Regions from separate parts of the Sus scrofa genome. Here regions 2 and 3 are each linked to region 1. A link is a contact called in public Hi-C and promoter capture Hi-C data. All regions are on one chromosome and are shown on one strand. The core of a region is the stretch at or near the end of the contact, and the rest is flanking DNA. Distances in the headings are between cores, read along the strand shown. Region 1 holds the start of USP38 (ubiquitin carboxyl-terminal hydrolase 38). Region 2 holds the start of SMARCA5 (SWI/SNF-related matrix-associated actin-dependent regulator of chromatin subfamily A member 5). Region 3 overlaps GAB1 (GRB2-associated-binding protein 1).

Region 1 (5,097 bases), core at 1,895-4,394:
CACTTTGATTGGAAGGAGAAATGATGAGACATATGGTTATGTACTGATTCCTGGTCTGTGGCCAATCACTTTACCCCCAGCACCTCCCACCCCGGCATCACTCAGTGTGCTCATGAACAAAGTTGCCATGATGACAGGGACAGAGATTATGTGTGGGTCCAGCAACATGGACTTCCACTCACCAAGGCCAACCTAGCTATGGCCACTGCTGAGAGCCCAACAGCAGGGACCAACACTGAGTCCCTGATGTGGCATCATTCCTCAGGTACTAGCCAGCTACCTGGTGGCAGGTTGATCACACTGGCTGATTCCATCAGAGAAGGGGGTAAGGTTTTGTTCTTACTGAATAAACATTTACTTTGGATATAAATTTGCCTTCCCTGTACACAATGCTTCTGCCAAAACTACCACCTGTGAACTTACAGAATACTTTATTAACCATCTTAGTACTCTACATGACATTGTTTCTGATCAAGGAACTCACTTCACAGCAAATGAAGTGAGGTAGTGGACCTACACTCATGGAACTTACACTGATCTTACCATGTTTCCCGTCACCCTGAAGCAGGTGGCTTAACAGAACGGTAGAACTGCCTTTTGAAGGCTCAGTTACAGTGCTAGCTAGGTGACTAGAACTTGCAGAAGTGGGGCAAAGTGCTCACAATGCTGTGTATGCTCTGAATCAGCATTGATACATAGTGCTGTTTCTCATGGCCAGGATTCATAGGTCTAGAAAACAAGCAGTAGAAATGGGAATGGTACCACTATTTCTACTAGTGACTTATTAGCAAAATGCCTGCTCTCTGTTCCTGTGACCTTACGCTCTGCTAGCTTAGAAGTCTTAGTTCCAAAAGAAAGATGCTACCACGAGGAAATGCAACAATGATTCCACTGAAATGAGAGTTAAGAATGCCACTAGGCCACCGTGGACTCCTCATACCTAGGAATCAACAAGTAAAGAAGGAGTTACTCTGCCGGCAGGGGTGACTCATCTTGACTATCAAGAAGAAATTGGACAGCAACTCCACAATGGAGATAAGGAATTCATTCAGTCTGGAATAGAAGAGATTAATGCATCTCTTAGTATGACCATGCTGTGTTATTAAAGTCAATGGAAATCTACAATAATCAATCCAGGCAGGACTACTAATGGTTGAAACTCTTCAGGAATGAAGGTTTGGGTCACCCCACCATGCAAAGAACCACAACCATCTGAGGCACTTGTTGACAGAAAAGAGAAGACAGAATAGATAGTTGGAAAAGGTTGTTATAAATACCAATTATAACCACATGACTAGTTATAGGAACTGGGCTGCAACTGACATAAGCATTTCCTGCTTATTTCATTATGAATGTGTAATAATTTGCTTAGATTATATATCAATATATATAAAACTAACATTCTGTTTCCTTTCCCTTATCACATAACACAGGATGTAAAGCAGAGTATTTTTCACTTTTACACCTTAGTATATAAGTTACAGGATATCAACAAATCCACAGAGGAATTCATCCATAATACTTTGCTTTCTACCTTATTTTTGTCTTCCAGTATTGGCACCATTCCCAGCAAAGCCAAACTTTTCTCCGTAGTTCTATCTTCCATCTATTGGAAAAGAAAAAGTTCCAAAGCTATTCCTGTGTTGTAGCAAGATTGCTTTTTAGATCCATCAATTATCTTTTATCTTCTATCTCTTTCTGAAAACTCGGTCTCAGGTTTTCTCTACCCAGGTCTTACCTCCTCTAAACTGCTATTCTTTTTAAGATTACCCTAATTGCTGTGTTAAATATACTAGTATAACCATTTTATAAATTGGTAAAAACCAAAACACTATTTAGCAAAGTAAATAGCTTACAATTTGTTCATTTTTCCACTGGATACTTTAAATGAACCATTTTTTAAAGTTTGTCAGTATCACAGGCCACTAATGATTTCACAATTACATTGGTGAAGACTTAACAGGGCTATAATTAGGCAATATTTTCCAAATTAAAGGCCTCTGATTAAAGACTAAATTCTTACTGTGAATCTTTGCAGTTTAACTTGAAAGACTACAAGGAGGATGACTTCATCTGTTCTTCATTATAAACCATCTTCAGTGTTAGCATACATATAAACATTATGAAAATTTAAGCTTGTATTTTATTTTTCAAAATACTCTTTCGTTCTTTCTCACCTATCATTTACCTTACTCTACACCCATTTTCTGGACAACTTACAAATTTTCCATATGCCATAAAAGCTCATTTAAAAGAGATTTGCTGGAGTTCCCCATCTGGCTCAGTGGTAAAGAACCTTTGAACCCGACTGGGCTCCATGAGGATGCAGGTTCCATCCCTGGCCTCTTCAGTGGGTTAAGATACCCCGTTGCAGCGAGCTGTGGTGTAAGTCACAGACATAGCTCAGATCCAACTCAACGCCTAGACTGGGAACTTCCATATGCCACGGGTGTAGCCCTACAAATAAAAAAAAGAGAGAGAGAGAAAGAGATTTGCTAAAAGCTTGCTAAAGCAAACCTCTATTGACAACTGTTTCCAAATGTATACTGCCGCCAACACATCCCTTACCACAATGTAAGAGTAAAGCACTGGCATTTAAGAACCCTAGCTCATTTACTGATGAAAGATCTAAGACCTTAAACGATTTGCCTTCAATCCGAATTCTGAGTTCTTTTCCTTACTTTCTCCCCAAATGCTTTTCTACTCCTGCTTCCAAAACTTTCTCATTAACAAGATTTTACATAAATAAACTTTTATCAGCCTATCACAAGCAACCTGACCGGGACAGAACGGACAGAGATCCAGAGATCGGAAGGTGGGAATCCTAGAATCGCAGCCACTTCTAACACTTCCGCTCCTTGGCCGCTCCTCCAGAAAAGCCGCCTACCACTTACAAAGGATCCCCTGCGATGGGGGCGTCGCCGCGCGACTCCAAGAGAGGCGGCCGCGCTTGCGTAGCACCGAAGGGGCGGGGCGGGCCCCCGAGCGCAGCCCGGGAGTGTGTAAACGAGCTGGGGCGGAGAAGGAGGGTGAAGGGTGGGGCGGAGGGGCGGAGGGGCGGAGGGGCGGAGGGGCGGAGGGGCGGAGGGGCGGAGGGGCGGAGGGCGGAGGGGCGGAGGGGCGGAGGGGCGGAGGGGCGGAGGGGCGGAGGGGCGGGCCTTTCCGAAGTTCCGATTTCCTTCACTTCCTGTTTGCTGCACTTCTGCATCCGGGTCAAGGGTGTCCACCTCCACTTCTCCCCGGCAGATCCGGCACCCTCCGTGACAGCAGCTCTTGACTCTACCCAGGGCGGGTTTTATCCCGCGACCTGTTGGAGTCCGGACTCCCACATCTGCCACGGGTCGCGGAGGCGCACTTCCTCATCTTCCCGCTCTCAGCCCCGGGGCCTGAACGTCCGCCGCCTCCGGGGGGCCCCGCTGGCCTCTCCGCGCTGATGCTGAAGGGGACCGCGGGCCCGGGGCAGCGGCGGAGTGTGGGCCTCTGGCTTCTTAGGCCCACCGCTGACGGTGCCGGTTCTTACGCGCCCCAGGCTTGCCAACTCCCGCCCGGGCTTGGATGGCCCTCTCTGCCCGATAAATGAGGCTACTGAGCAGGCAGTGGCGGTGGTCGGTCCAGCTGCTGCTCTCCAAATTCACCTCCGTCCCGGGTTTCTCCAGGCACACCTCGGGGTTGTGGCTGCCCGCTCCTTACCACCTGGCCCTGGCTTTGCAGCGTGGCGACAATGGACAAGATCCTGGAGGGCCTGGTGAGCTCTTCGCACCCCCTGCCCCTAAAACGGGTGATTGTGAGGAAGGTGGTGGAGTCGGCGGAGAATTGGCTGGACGAGGCGCAGTGCGAGGCCATGTTTGACCTGACGACCCGGCTTATCTTGGAGGGCCAGGACCCCTTTCAGCGGCAAGTGGGCCACCAAGTGCTGGAGGCCTACGCGCGGTACCACCGGCCAGAATTCGAGTCCTTCTTCAATAAGACTTTCGTGCTGGGCCTCCTTCAGCAGGGCTACCACTCGCTGGACAGGAAGGACGTAGCCATCCTGGACTACATTCACAACGGCTTGAAACTGATCATGAGCTGCCCCTCGGTGCTGGACCTCTTCAGCCTGCTGCAGGTGGAGGTGCATCGGATGGTGTGTGAGAGGCCCGAGCCGCACCTGTGCGCCCGACTCAGCGACCTCCTGAGCGACTTCGTGCAGTGCATCCCCAAGGGGAAGTTGTCCATCACTTTTTGTCAACAGCTGGTTCGAACGATAGGCCACTTCCAGTGCGTGTCCACCCAGGAGAAAGAGCTGCGGGAATATGTCTCGCAGGTGACAAAAGTGAGTAACTTGCTGCAGAATATCTGGAAGGGGGAGCCCTCCACCCTGCTGCCTTCCCTGCAAGAAGTTTTTGCAAGCATTTCTTCCACAGGTAAGGGTCCTTCCACCCCAAGAAAATCTCTCTTGGAAATTTAATATGTGCCTCTCATGTACACACCGCGTTTGCTTCCCTGCTCTGAAAACATCTTAATGGGAGAACATTCTTAATACTCTCATCCATATTCCCATCCACTGCCCTATTCTGGCTGTCACGTTGGACCTTAAAAAACAGTCAGTGTTTTTGTTTTAAAGGTTGAGAACGTCAGTCTTAGACCTTTGGAGCAAAACAGGTTGCTTAATTACCCAGCCTTTGCTCAAGTTATGGAATGCTTTGCCAATGACAGCTACTATATAAAGCTCCTATTCATTAGTGACTAATAGCCGCATTAAAAATGTTTACCATATTATTACTGTGCTATGACTCTGTCACCTTGTTGGAATGAGTTGTTCCTTAGTTTCTGAATTCTCTGATTTTTTTTAATTCATGGAGGATGCCATTTGTTTTATTACTGATTATCCTATTTAACTATGTAGTTCTTGCATATTGCCATTTTCTACCTACAGTAGTTTGTGAGAGTGGATACAGGTGGAGTGAGGGAAGGGAAAGTAAGTGAAGGCTTAAATAGGTGTTTTTGAGTTCCAGGTGTAAATAGCCCATCAGCTGTGTCATTAGAAATCCGGGAGGGGTTAAGTACTTAGCAGGAAAGAGCTTTATTGCCAGGAATTTAACATGTGCGTTGACATTC
Region 2 (5,097 bases), core at 990-3,489, 380 kb after region 1:
ATATTAAAAAAAGACAGGCGTTCCCATCCTGGCACAGTGGAAATGAATCTGACTAGGAACCATGAGATTTAGGGTTCGATCCCTGGCCTCGCTCAGTGGGTCAAGAATCCGGCATTGCCGTGAGCTATGGTATAGTTTGCAGACACGGACGAGGTTTGGATCTGGCGTTGCTGTGGCTCTGGCATAGGCTGGCGGCAACAGCTCCAATTAGACCCCTAGCCTGGGAACCTTCATGTGCCTCGGGTGCAGCCCTAAAAAGACAAAAAACAAAATAATAATAATAATAATAAAATAAAAAATAAAAAAAGACAGTTGCCACTTTGGAGACAGTTTTATTTATTTTCTTGCTATTTGCTTTCCTTACATTGTTATCAGGCTTAAGAGTCATCCACTTATATTCAGCATATTTTTAGGGTTTTCAAACCAGGACTCAAGATATTTACCTATCATTAAAGAATGAAGAAATATTCTGAATGTTAAATAAATGCTTTATTCTTTTTACTTAACAATGTCAATATTAAATAAATATTTACTCAACTATTTATTGAGTGTCTATATGTCGGCTACCACCCTAGACACTACCTTTTTACCCTCCCATATAATCTTTTTGGTAAAATGATTTTTTAAATATTAAAAAATAAGTTTGTTCAATATATACAAACTCGGAGTTCCCGTTGCGGTGCACCAGAAATGAATCTGACTAGTAACCATGAGGCTGCGGGTTCAATATCTGGCCTTGCTCAGCAGGTTAAGGATCTGGCCTTGCTGTGAACTGTTGGGTAGGTCACAGACATGGCTCTGATTCTGCATTGCTATGGTGTAGGCTGGCAGCTGTAGCTCCAATTGGACCCCTAGCCTGGGAACTCCACATACCCAGGGTGCAGCCCTAAAAAGCAAAAAAATAAAATAAAATAAATAATAATACACAAACTCATTTTAGAAAAATAAAAAAAGAGAAACAAAAATGAATTAGGTAATATACATCAACAACAATCACTTTCAATAATTTTAGGACTATCCTTCCAAAGTTTTATCTATATTTTTGAACTGTTAAAATTTTTTAGTTACTACTATATAATAAACTTTTTTCTACAGTCTGGTTGTTACAAGTTAATAATAATTCACTTTGTGGTATACAACAGTTTTAAAATCAAACTTTCAATGTTGGACTATATTGTGCTAGCATTTCTCAAGTACATATAAAGACGATGATGATCATCATTTATATAGTTTTCTTTTTATCTATCCTTGGGGGTTCCCTAGAGTCTCAGACAGGGCATTTCTAATAGGCTGGGGAACATTCTTCCAGATCTCAAAGAATTATCATTGAATTGGTTAAAAGTTTGCAGGTTAAATATTCAAAGGAAATCCCTTCTGTTTGTAATTCAGCATAGTCAATGGTTTGGTCAAACCTTGACTCTTGACAAGTTTGTCTCCTTTATTCAATACGTACTAATAGAATATTGGATATGGGGATATAAAGATGAGTAAGAGCCTATGCAGGGCAAATAACAATTTAGTGCAGTATGCAGATTTGCTGTCAAATAGAACACCATGTGCTTAAATTCTGCAGTAGGTGGATGCAAAAGGCTGTGTTGAACATAGCGTAAAGCAATGTACAAACCAGTGATTACTTGTAACACTTTTTTAGAAGAATGTCTGTTTTTATTTAATATTTGGTGGTTGAGGAAAAGATATAACCTATTACCTCTCTTTCTTATCTGCTAATTACTCTTGTTTCTCACATGGTGGTTGGCGCAGTTTGCTTACTTTTAGCATGTAAACTTAGAGGAAATATCGTCTAACTCTACCGAAGAAGGAATTTAGAAATGATCAATCATATAGCTAACATAAGGATGACAAAACAAACAAAAATCACACTAACAGGCACTCTTCTTAGACAACAAAACAGTGAGACGTCAACTGGGAAAACCGTATCATTGTCAACTCTGTGGCGTCACGCCAATAAGCGGAGGCGGTAAAAGAGAGGCCTGCAGAAGCCTCTACGCTGCAGCAGGCGGCGCAAGACCCGGGCAATTTTTCGAGCAGCGCTGGGATTACTGCCAAGCTGGGGAAGCACAGCGACCCGGCACAGCGAGCCGTTAAGAACGACTGTAAGACTGCGGTGGCGTCACGCCCGGAAACCGACGCACAAACTTACGTCTCCGAGCCCTCCTTTGAGGCCCCGCCCACTCATCGCCCTAGAGCCCGTAGGGGCACAGGGGGCGTGGCCAAGAGCTTGGAGTAGAGAATGCGCATGCGTACTTTGAAACCCCGGTCTCTTAGCTAACTATCAATCTCGCGAGTGTTGAAAGTCGGTGGCGTAGGTAGTAGACCTGGATGCTGGCGAGATACCTGATATCTACCAGAGGAAGAAGAGGAGGCGGCTAGGCTAGTTCCTGGTCTTGGTCCTTCTTGCTTTCCTTTCTTTTTCCCCCAACTCTCCGCCCTCCTGTAAATCGGCCTGCCTTCTCTGACCTCAGTGACCCGGGTGGCCCCGCCCACCCTCGTCGACGTGATTCCCGCCGTGAGGTAAAGCGCCGGTCGAACCCAGAGCCGGGAGGAAGAGGAGGACAGCTAGAGGGGGAGGCTCCTGGGCCTGGCTTGGGCTCGTCGCCGAGCTGCGGAGAGGAAGCATTCGGGTGGTCCTTCCGCTCCTCCATCGGCTCACTGCGACGTAGCCACCCAGGCCTAGGCCTCCTCCTCATCCCTGCTGGGCCGGGCCTCTGGCAGCAGCGGGTGACGCAGACGGAACATCATGTCGTCCGCGGCCGACCCTCCGCCACCCCCGCCTCCCGAGAGCGCGCCTTCCAAGCCCGCATCCTCCGCCGCCTGTAGCGGGAGCAACAACAGCAACAAAGGCGGCCCCGAGGGCTTCGGCGTCCCGGCGGCTCCCTCCGCGGCCGGCGCCGGCCCCACGGACTCCGAGATGGAGGTAAGGACGGCCTGTGGCATGGGGAGAGGGCGGGATAGGGAGGAGGAACTGGTTCCCTCTGCTGTGTATTGGTGATAAAACGCGAAGCCGAACTTCACTCCTCTGCACCCAAACTCGGCCTCAGACCCTTGGATGATCCGAAATGATGCTCTCCCTTGCGCCCTTCTGCTTACCTATGCAAGTAGACTCAGCTGGGTCTCTGGCACCTCATATTTGCGTTATTTGTCTCTTTCGCGAACCTTGCCAAATCCTCAAACGCTCTTATTAGACACATGTTCTTGATTACTGAGGCCGAGACGGATCTGCCGACTTTTTTTTTTAAGTGAGGCTCCCATAATTCCCTCGCCCATCTCTGAATCTCGATTTTAGTTTCCACTAAACCTGGGGGGAGGGGGAGGGAGATTTCCCTTTAGGAACGAGGGTAGACGGACGGGGTGGGGAAGGCATTTAAAAGCAGCGCATCCGAGGATTTGGGCCTCCTTTTCTTCATCCCGGTCCTTGCGGGGGCGGTATCTGTTCTGGGCAGAAACAATGGCGAGAGCTGGATGGCTGAGGGCGCAGTGGGGATAAGCGGGGCGCAGCTGCTCCTGTGAAGGGAGAGGAGGCTCCTCCCAGGCGCTGTTCCATTGGGAGGGAAGCGACCAAGGCAGCGGCAGCTGTCTGGAACCCCCATCTAATTTGGGGGTGGGGTGATGGATGGAAGGATGAATGATTTAGTGAGTCAGGGGTTGGGGGGGGGTTGGGGGTTTTCAGACCAGCACTCCTGTAGGGCATTGGCCTGTATTTGAGAATTGGTACCCCTCCCTGCCGCGGAGCCTGCCTTCTGGGCTGGGGTTGGCCGGCCAGGGGATGGTGACAATACTGCGGGGGTGGAAAGATTGGGGAACAGCCAGGCGGGTCTCTTGGGTGTGCTCCAAGGCTTTGCGATGTCTGGGAACAAAGTGATTGCTTGCTCCTTCCAAATTTTATTCTTGGCTTTCGATCTGTTTTGATATATGTTATAGTCGCAGGCCAGAGATTTCTGGGACTTTTCCATCCTTAGATAGATTGAGCTAAGGTAATACTGCTTTAAAAATGAACATTGCTGCAGAATTAACGCAATAAGGAAATGGTAGCGCGGTTTACCATTGAAGCATTTGGCGCAGTAGTTTTATTTGGGCCCCAGCGGTCTAGTCTAGGATGAAGTAACACGTTAGTTTTTGGAAGAACTTTTAGGTGAAGGTGGACCTCGATAGAATAGGACTTCTGGTATTCTGTAGTTTTCGGTGTCTTGAGATTTGTTTCAAATTCCTGTCTGGTGTTGCCTATTTTTCTCTTTAGGTTTTAAATCGTTTTTTGAATTATCAGGGTTAACGTGGATTCCTGCTTCCTGGCCTAAGGGGGTTTGAAAGTCTGACATTGAAAGCAATTGTATGTAAATATACCGTTCTGAACAAATTGATGTTTTGCTGTTCTCAGCTTCTCAAAGGGGGCTGTCATTCAAATTTTGGAATAACAAGCACAGTCTCACTAGGGGTGTTACAGAATCAGAAAGCAGAATAATTTAAAGCCTAAACTGAATATTTTGGCTTCAGTTGCTATTTTTAAAGTTAAAGTGGAATAAAAGTTTAACTATGATTATTAAGGATATAACAAGGACCATATGAAGTCAGTGGTATTTTTATTTGCCAAATGAGAAAATTGAGTCTTCTGGTAAGTAGAACCTGTGATAGAACCCAGGTCTGGCTCTGAAGCTGACCATTTCCCCACGTATCTTGCCCTGTCATAGTCTTAAAAAAAGATGTTTGACAATTTTTATTTATTAAAGAATGATTTAGTTATCTTTTACCTTCTCAGTATAGGAATATCAGTAGTTTTATCCACCTTTTCACTGAATAGTTTTAGTTTTTGTTTTTTCCCTTACATTATAGGGTGGTTTTTCTTTTTTTCATTTTGGGGGGGGGGTCTTAAAAAAAAAAATACCTTCAGTCTCTTCTTTTTCCTTAACTGAATTTAGAAATCATTGAAGTTCACTGGTTAAAAACTAGATTTCTGCATACATGTGTAACGTATCTGACAATCTGTTTCACAACTTAAAAAAATATTTTAGGAGTTCCCGTCATTGCGTAGTGGAAACGAATCTGACTAGGAATCATGAGGTTGCAGGTTCGATCCCCCTGGCC
Region 3 (5,097 bases), core at 1,511-4,010, 280 kb after region 1:
GAACTTAATGGAATACTTTAATATATATGCTTTTACGAAAAAAAAAAAAAAAAAAGGAATGGAGTTCCCGTCGTGGCACAGTGGTTAACGAATCCAACTAGGAACAATGAGGTTGCGGCTTCGGTCCCTGGCCTTGCTCAGTGGGTTAAGGATCTGGCATTGCTGTGAGCTGTGGTGTAAGTTGCAGACGTGGCTTGGATCCCTCGCTGCTATGGCTCTGGCGTAGGCTGGCGTCTACAGCTCCGATTAGACCTGTAGCCTGGGAACCTCCATATGCCGTAGGAGCAGCCCTAGAAAAGGCAAAAAAAAAAAAAAAAGATAAATAAATGCTTTTATTTGGCACCCGTTATTTCATCTCATGTGCTTAGGATCTTGGTGGACGGGAGAGCCTCTGTCTGCTCTTATGTTGCCTCTAGTCTCCTTGGGGAGAGGAGATGCTGCTAAACAAACCAGCAAACAAAATAATAAATATGATTACGATTGGGATTCATGCTATGTTTAATTTCATAGCACACAAAAAGTTAGTGCAGCTTGTATAAACTTAAGTCTTTAGTCATGATACTGCACTAGTTTTTAAAAGATTATTTTAAAAGTAACAGTTCTTTCTTGAGAAGCTTGTTTTGCTCTAACTAGAATACACGACGCGCTGCAAATCAGATGTACAAACTGAACAGCTGCCTCTTCGTTGTTTTGTTCCTTTGCTACTCATTTTAATGAATACTTTGAACAGACTCCAGAACATTAAATTAGATATATAAGCATGCTTCGAGGGTTATATCATGTTAGTGTATTTAAAACTTAGTAGTGATATCATTCTCTAAATATAGTAAGTTTTTAAAAGTCCATTATTTTAGCTGCTTTGCCCTCTATAAATAATTTGGTAGTAAGACAGACAGCAGATAAAAATTAACCCAAGGTTCCGTATCCTAGTATGGATAGGAGAGAGAGCTGGGAAAATCCCCCCCGCCTACCACCACCTTCCTTCTTCCTGACATACGAATCTTGATAATTGGGGGAAATCTTTTGGGAGTCCTTAGTAGAAATTTGCCTTTCCTGGCTTTTCTGGTAGAGATCTGAGCAACAGAAGAGAAACGGGGGAAAGCATTACCAGCATAGGAGTTTGCTTCTGTCTTTTTGATACTTCCTGTTGCTGAGGGTTTGTTCAAGAGGAAAAGATTAAAAAGATATATGGACGGAGGAAGATGGATATCAGCTGTCTCATCTCTCTCGCCTTTCATGGCATGTGCAGCAGTCTAAGAAAGTTTAAGTCTTGTGTTCCTATATCCTGAGCATTGGCTTATGAGAGTAAACCTGGAATACTTCATCTCCCTTGATTTAGGCCCCTTTGTTTCCTCTGTGAGAAAGCTGGTGAGGGTGTTTTAAGCTGATACTGTGGACCTGTAAGGTATAGTTATAAAGCACTGGAAGGAAACTGTTTTTGGAACCTGCTAGAATTATACTAGTGCACTTCTTCAAAGAGTGTCATACGTGGTAATTAAAGGAGCTCTGTTTATTTTATGCTTTTATTCATCTCTGAATGCTTTTTTTGTATGGATCTTTTCCTTTGATTTTTTTTTGGGGGGGGAGGGGGGCATGCCTGTGGCATGAGAAAGTTCCCAGGCCAGGGATAGAACCTGCACCAAAGCAGTGACCCTAGCCACAGCAGTGACAACGCCAGGTCCTTAATCACTAGGGAACTCCCTATTTGATTTTTTTTTTTTTTGGTCTTGTCTTTTTAGGGCTACACCCACAGCATATGGAGGTTCCCAGGCTAGGAGTCGAATCCAGGCTGTAGCTGCTGGCCTACATCAGAGCCACAGCAACACTGGATCCAAGCCACATCTGCGACCTACACCACAGCTCGTGGCAACACCGGATCCTTTACCCACTGAGCAAGGCCAGGGATCGAATCCATATCCTCATGGATACTAGTTGGGTTTGTTAACCACTGAGCCTCGATGGGAACTCCTGATTTTTTTTTTTTTAATACAGTTCTAGCAAACAATTCTTACCGATGCAGGACGAGTTTTAGATGTGTTAAGTACTTATATGGGAGAGAAAGTCTAGTATCACCTCTCCAGAAATCATTTTGTTTAAAATAATCACGAGTTATTAAGCATTCTGATTGCTCCAGAAGTTAAGAAATAGAATCACTGGATCACGGAAGCCTAGAACCCATGTCTAATACTCGTATCTCTCTTTAGGAGAAATTTTCTGATGTTTTGTTCAGTGAGTAGAGTTTGTGTAACCCTGGCTGGCTGGTTAGCAGATGTGTGTCACCAGTCCCAAGGGGGGGGCGGGTCCCACGTGATTGGTTATTTACGTGAGTCAGTGGCAGCGTCTGTCATCATATTTAAAGAACTGTACGTGTTAGTGTGAAACTCGGGTGTAAAATGGGCAGCCCGTTGTTGCTGATGAGATCATTGGCAAAACCCACACCCCTTTCCAGACAGAAAGATCCCCATGGAGATAAGCCTGCTTTCCCCAAGGAGTCACTCAGCCATGCCTGCTACTCCCGAACCAGCGTCTCGTTTCACTTTACCTGTCCCTTGATTTGAAGTGCTGTGTAAATGAACTCCTAGCTTTCCAGAATTGTTCTTATGGAAATGATTTTGTTTGAGCTACTCCTATCAAAGACACCTGAAAAAACAGAAAGTAAAGCGGGCCAACCACATGAGCTTAGAAACTAGCAGTTAATAAATTGTCTGCTTGCACATCCAAAAATGCACATACTACCTCGATGCCATCTAGAGATGCTGCCTTTTCCTTAAAAGGTAATGATCAAAAGTCCAAAGGTGCACAAGGAAATAGTGAACCTACCTAAGTGAATACACAAGTTTTGTCTTTGGGGCAAAAGTGTGGAATAGAAAATTCCAAAGTTAACTTTCTGTTCTTGAGTAACTGATTTGTAGAAGTCCAAAGTACTCTTTTTGTGCTTTGTTGTGCTTTGTTTTGTTCTGTTCTGTGTTGTGTGCTGTTTTGGTTTTTCCTGATTTCTGTAGTGCCTGCCTTTCTCATGTTTTCTCTGCTCCTAAGGACGCCACTAGGGGGCAGACGAAAGAATGGAGAAAAAAAAAGGAAACCTATGCCCCGCATTGCCTTCGCTATAATTTTATGCCCGCGTGTCTGCTGCTCCTTCGGGATACCTTGCCGGAACATTTTTTTTTTTTCCTTAATGTATTTCATATAATAGCATCTAGAGTGGTTTTTATTACGCTTATTTCTGTATTTAAAGTGTAAACATTTATTCAAGCTTATGGTAATTTTCCAATTAATTCATTGTCACAGTATATTTCTTATGCTTTTCTAGCATGTTTCCACCCTCAAACCTCAAACCACTTAATTATTGTTTATGGATGATTGTAATGATGATCCCTGGAGGGTGCACCTTGTACATGAAGACTCTCATTCATTCATTCAGTCAGTCAGTCAGTCACTACTCCCTGGGTCCCTGCTTTTGTGAAGCATTGTGTGTGTTGGGATTTGAGAAAAGGGCAGTGAAAATGGAGCTCCCAGGAGACTGAATATAAACAAACGATTACTTATGGTTGCCCTCTAAGCCATTTGATGAAAAGAAGAGGCTGAGAGGAACCAGAAGGGATTCTTTTTTTTTTCTTTCCCTTTATACTCTTTTCTTTCTGTTATACTTTTTAATTCTTATGCAGTTTTTAAAGGTGACACTTCATTTACAGTTATAACAAAATATTGGCTATGTTTACATATTATATTGGCAGCATGTCTTACACCTACTAGTTTGTACCTCCCACTCCCCCATCCCTATAATGCTCCCCACAAGGAATTATTGATGACTGCAAAGCTGGATAGTTTTTATTTCTGATGATTCTTTTCTAACTGCTCCTAAAGACTAGAATGCCATATGGGGTTGGTGTGGGGGCTTCGGTGCCTTGTCTAGGGGGCTAGCCAAAGATGTTGTGTTTTTCAGTCTTCCTTTGTCTCTGCTCCACCAAGAATTGGATCTAGTTACCACAAATCATTGACCTCATCCAGCCTAGGGTTACATAATCTTAATCTTTAAATGAAAATCTCATTACTTTTGCCTTTTCATGGTCAATTATTCAACAAAAGACATGGTCAGTTATTCAGCAATATACAGAGCAGTGTTTTTGTTTTTATTTCTTTGTTAAAGCTAGTCAAATTTTAACTAGAGGTATTTTGTTTCTCCCCAACCTTTCCTCTATTTTTAAACCAAACTCTCCTTTGTTCATTGTAAATAATCTATAAATAGATTGCCTAACCTGTTAATTTTTAAGGATGAACATTTAAATGGCCAAGAAGTCAAGGTATTTATTATGAGAATGTGTTCCAGTTATAATAATGCCTTTAACGTAGGTTAAAGTCTCAAAAGATTTTTTTCTGGAATAAATTACTCTTCTGTTGGACTTAATCATTCTACACAATGTGATTTTCTTCACCATTATTGGTAAACAAGGTAATAGGATTTCTTTGGAGAAAATACATGTTTATTTTAGATATTATTTGCTTAGAGCATCAACTGCATACTGTAGCAAATTGGACAAGGCCCAGCAGGATATTGGAGTTATAATTAAATATCTTAATTGCTAGAGTGTATCTAGGGTGCAGTGCTAAGAAAGCCCACAGTAAATAAATGTCTTGGTTTTGTTTTGTTTTGTTTTTACAGTCATCAAAAGTGTTTTTTTATTGGGTTTCAGAAAGCATTTCAGTGAGGGCTTCACCTTTATTTTCATAATTCTAGCATGATAAAAAGTTCACAACAAGTGAAATATTAAGGAATTAAAAATTTAAAGCCAAGAATTTTAAACTTCTGAAAGTAGGTATGTGGCTTATAAAACTAAAAATACATTCATCTTTATTTTAAATGCTAGCTACTTTAAAAATATGAATGTATATAAATAAAAAGATGAATATATGAAAAGATATATTTTTTTGATGATAGGATGATATATAATTTTCCTCTGGTTTTTCAGTTGAATTTGTTTTTGCTTGTCATTTATTAAAAATTAATTTGTTGGAGTTCCTGTTGTGGCTCAGTGGGTTAAGGACCCAGCATTGTCTCTGTGAGGATGTGGGTTCAGACCCTGGCCTCAGTCAGTGGGT

Evidence for each region. Promoter capture Hi-C pulls out the DNA fragments that hold promoters and counts their contacts. A called contact is a pair of places that touch in the nucleus more often than the background predicts.
Region 2: a contact with region 1 is called in a promoter capture Hi-C map of liver, with 2.9 times the contacts expected there. The contact joins the promoter of SMARCA5 here to the promoter of USP38 in region 1. A contact is called at or near these places in 2 of 5 promoter capture datasets (fetal liver and liver), 2 of 47 Hi-C or Micro-C datasets (liver and skeletal muscle) and 2 of 2 datasets of contacts at active chromatin or transcription factors (alveolar macrophages and skeletal muscle).
Region 3: a contact with region 1 is called in a Hi-C map of skeletal muscle, with 5 times the contacts expected there. The contact joins the enhancer-like site here to the promoter of USP38 in region 1. A contact is called at or near these places in 3 of 47 Hi-C or Micro-C datasets (heart right ventricle, liver and skeletal muscle) and 1 of 2 datasets of contacts at active chromatin or transcription factors (skeletal muscle).

The regions. Positions count from the first base shown.
Region 1 is chr8:84,599,091-84,604,187 of Sscrofa11.1, reverse strand. USP38 (ubiquitin carboxyl-terminal hydrolase 38) reads left to right here and starts at 3,144. Exons shown (of 10, transcript XM_021100666.1): 1 at 3,144-4,403. The coding sequence starts at 3,722.
Region 2 is chr8:84,222,085-84,227,181 of Sscrofa11.1, reverse strand. It overlaps SMARCA5 (SWI/SNF-related matrix-associated actin-dependent regulator of chromatin subfamily A member 5), which reads left to right and starts at 2,239. Exons shown (of 24, transcript XM_003129174.5): 1 at 2,239-2,935. The coding sequence starts at 2,759.
Region 3 is chr8:84,321,749-84,326,845 of Sscrofa11.1, reverse strand. All of the region lies in intron 1 of GAB1 (GRB2-associated-binding protein 1), which reads left to right. Among named protein-coding and RNA genes, the nearest start is that of GAB1, 67 kb to the left of the region's middle. Within about 2 kb of position 2,760, at least 31 of the 83 cell types and tissues checked have an H3K27ac peak or open chromatin away from gene starts, as enhancers often do. A contact at or near this core is called in skeletal muscle, where this site is marked.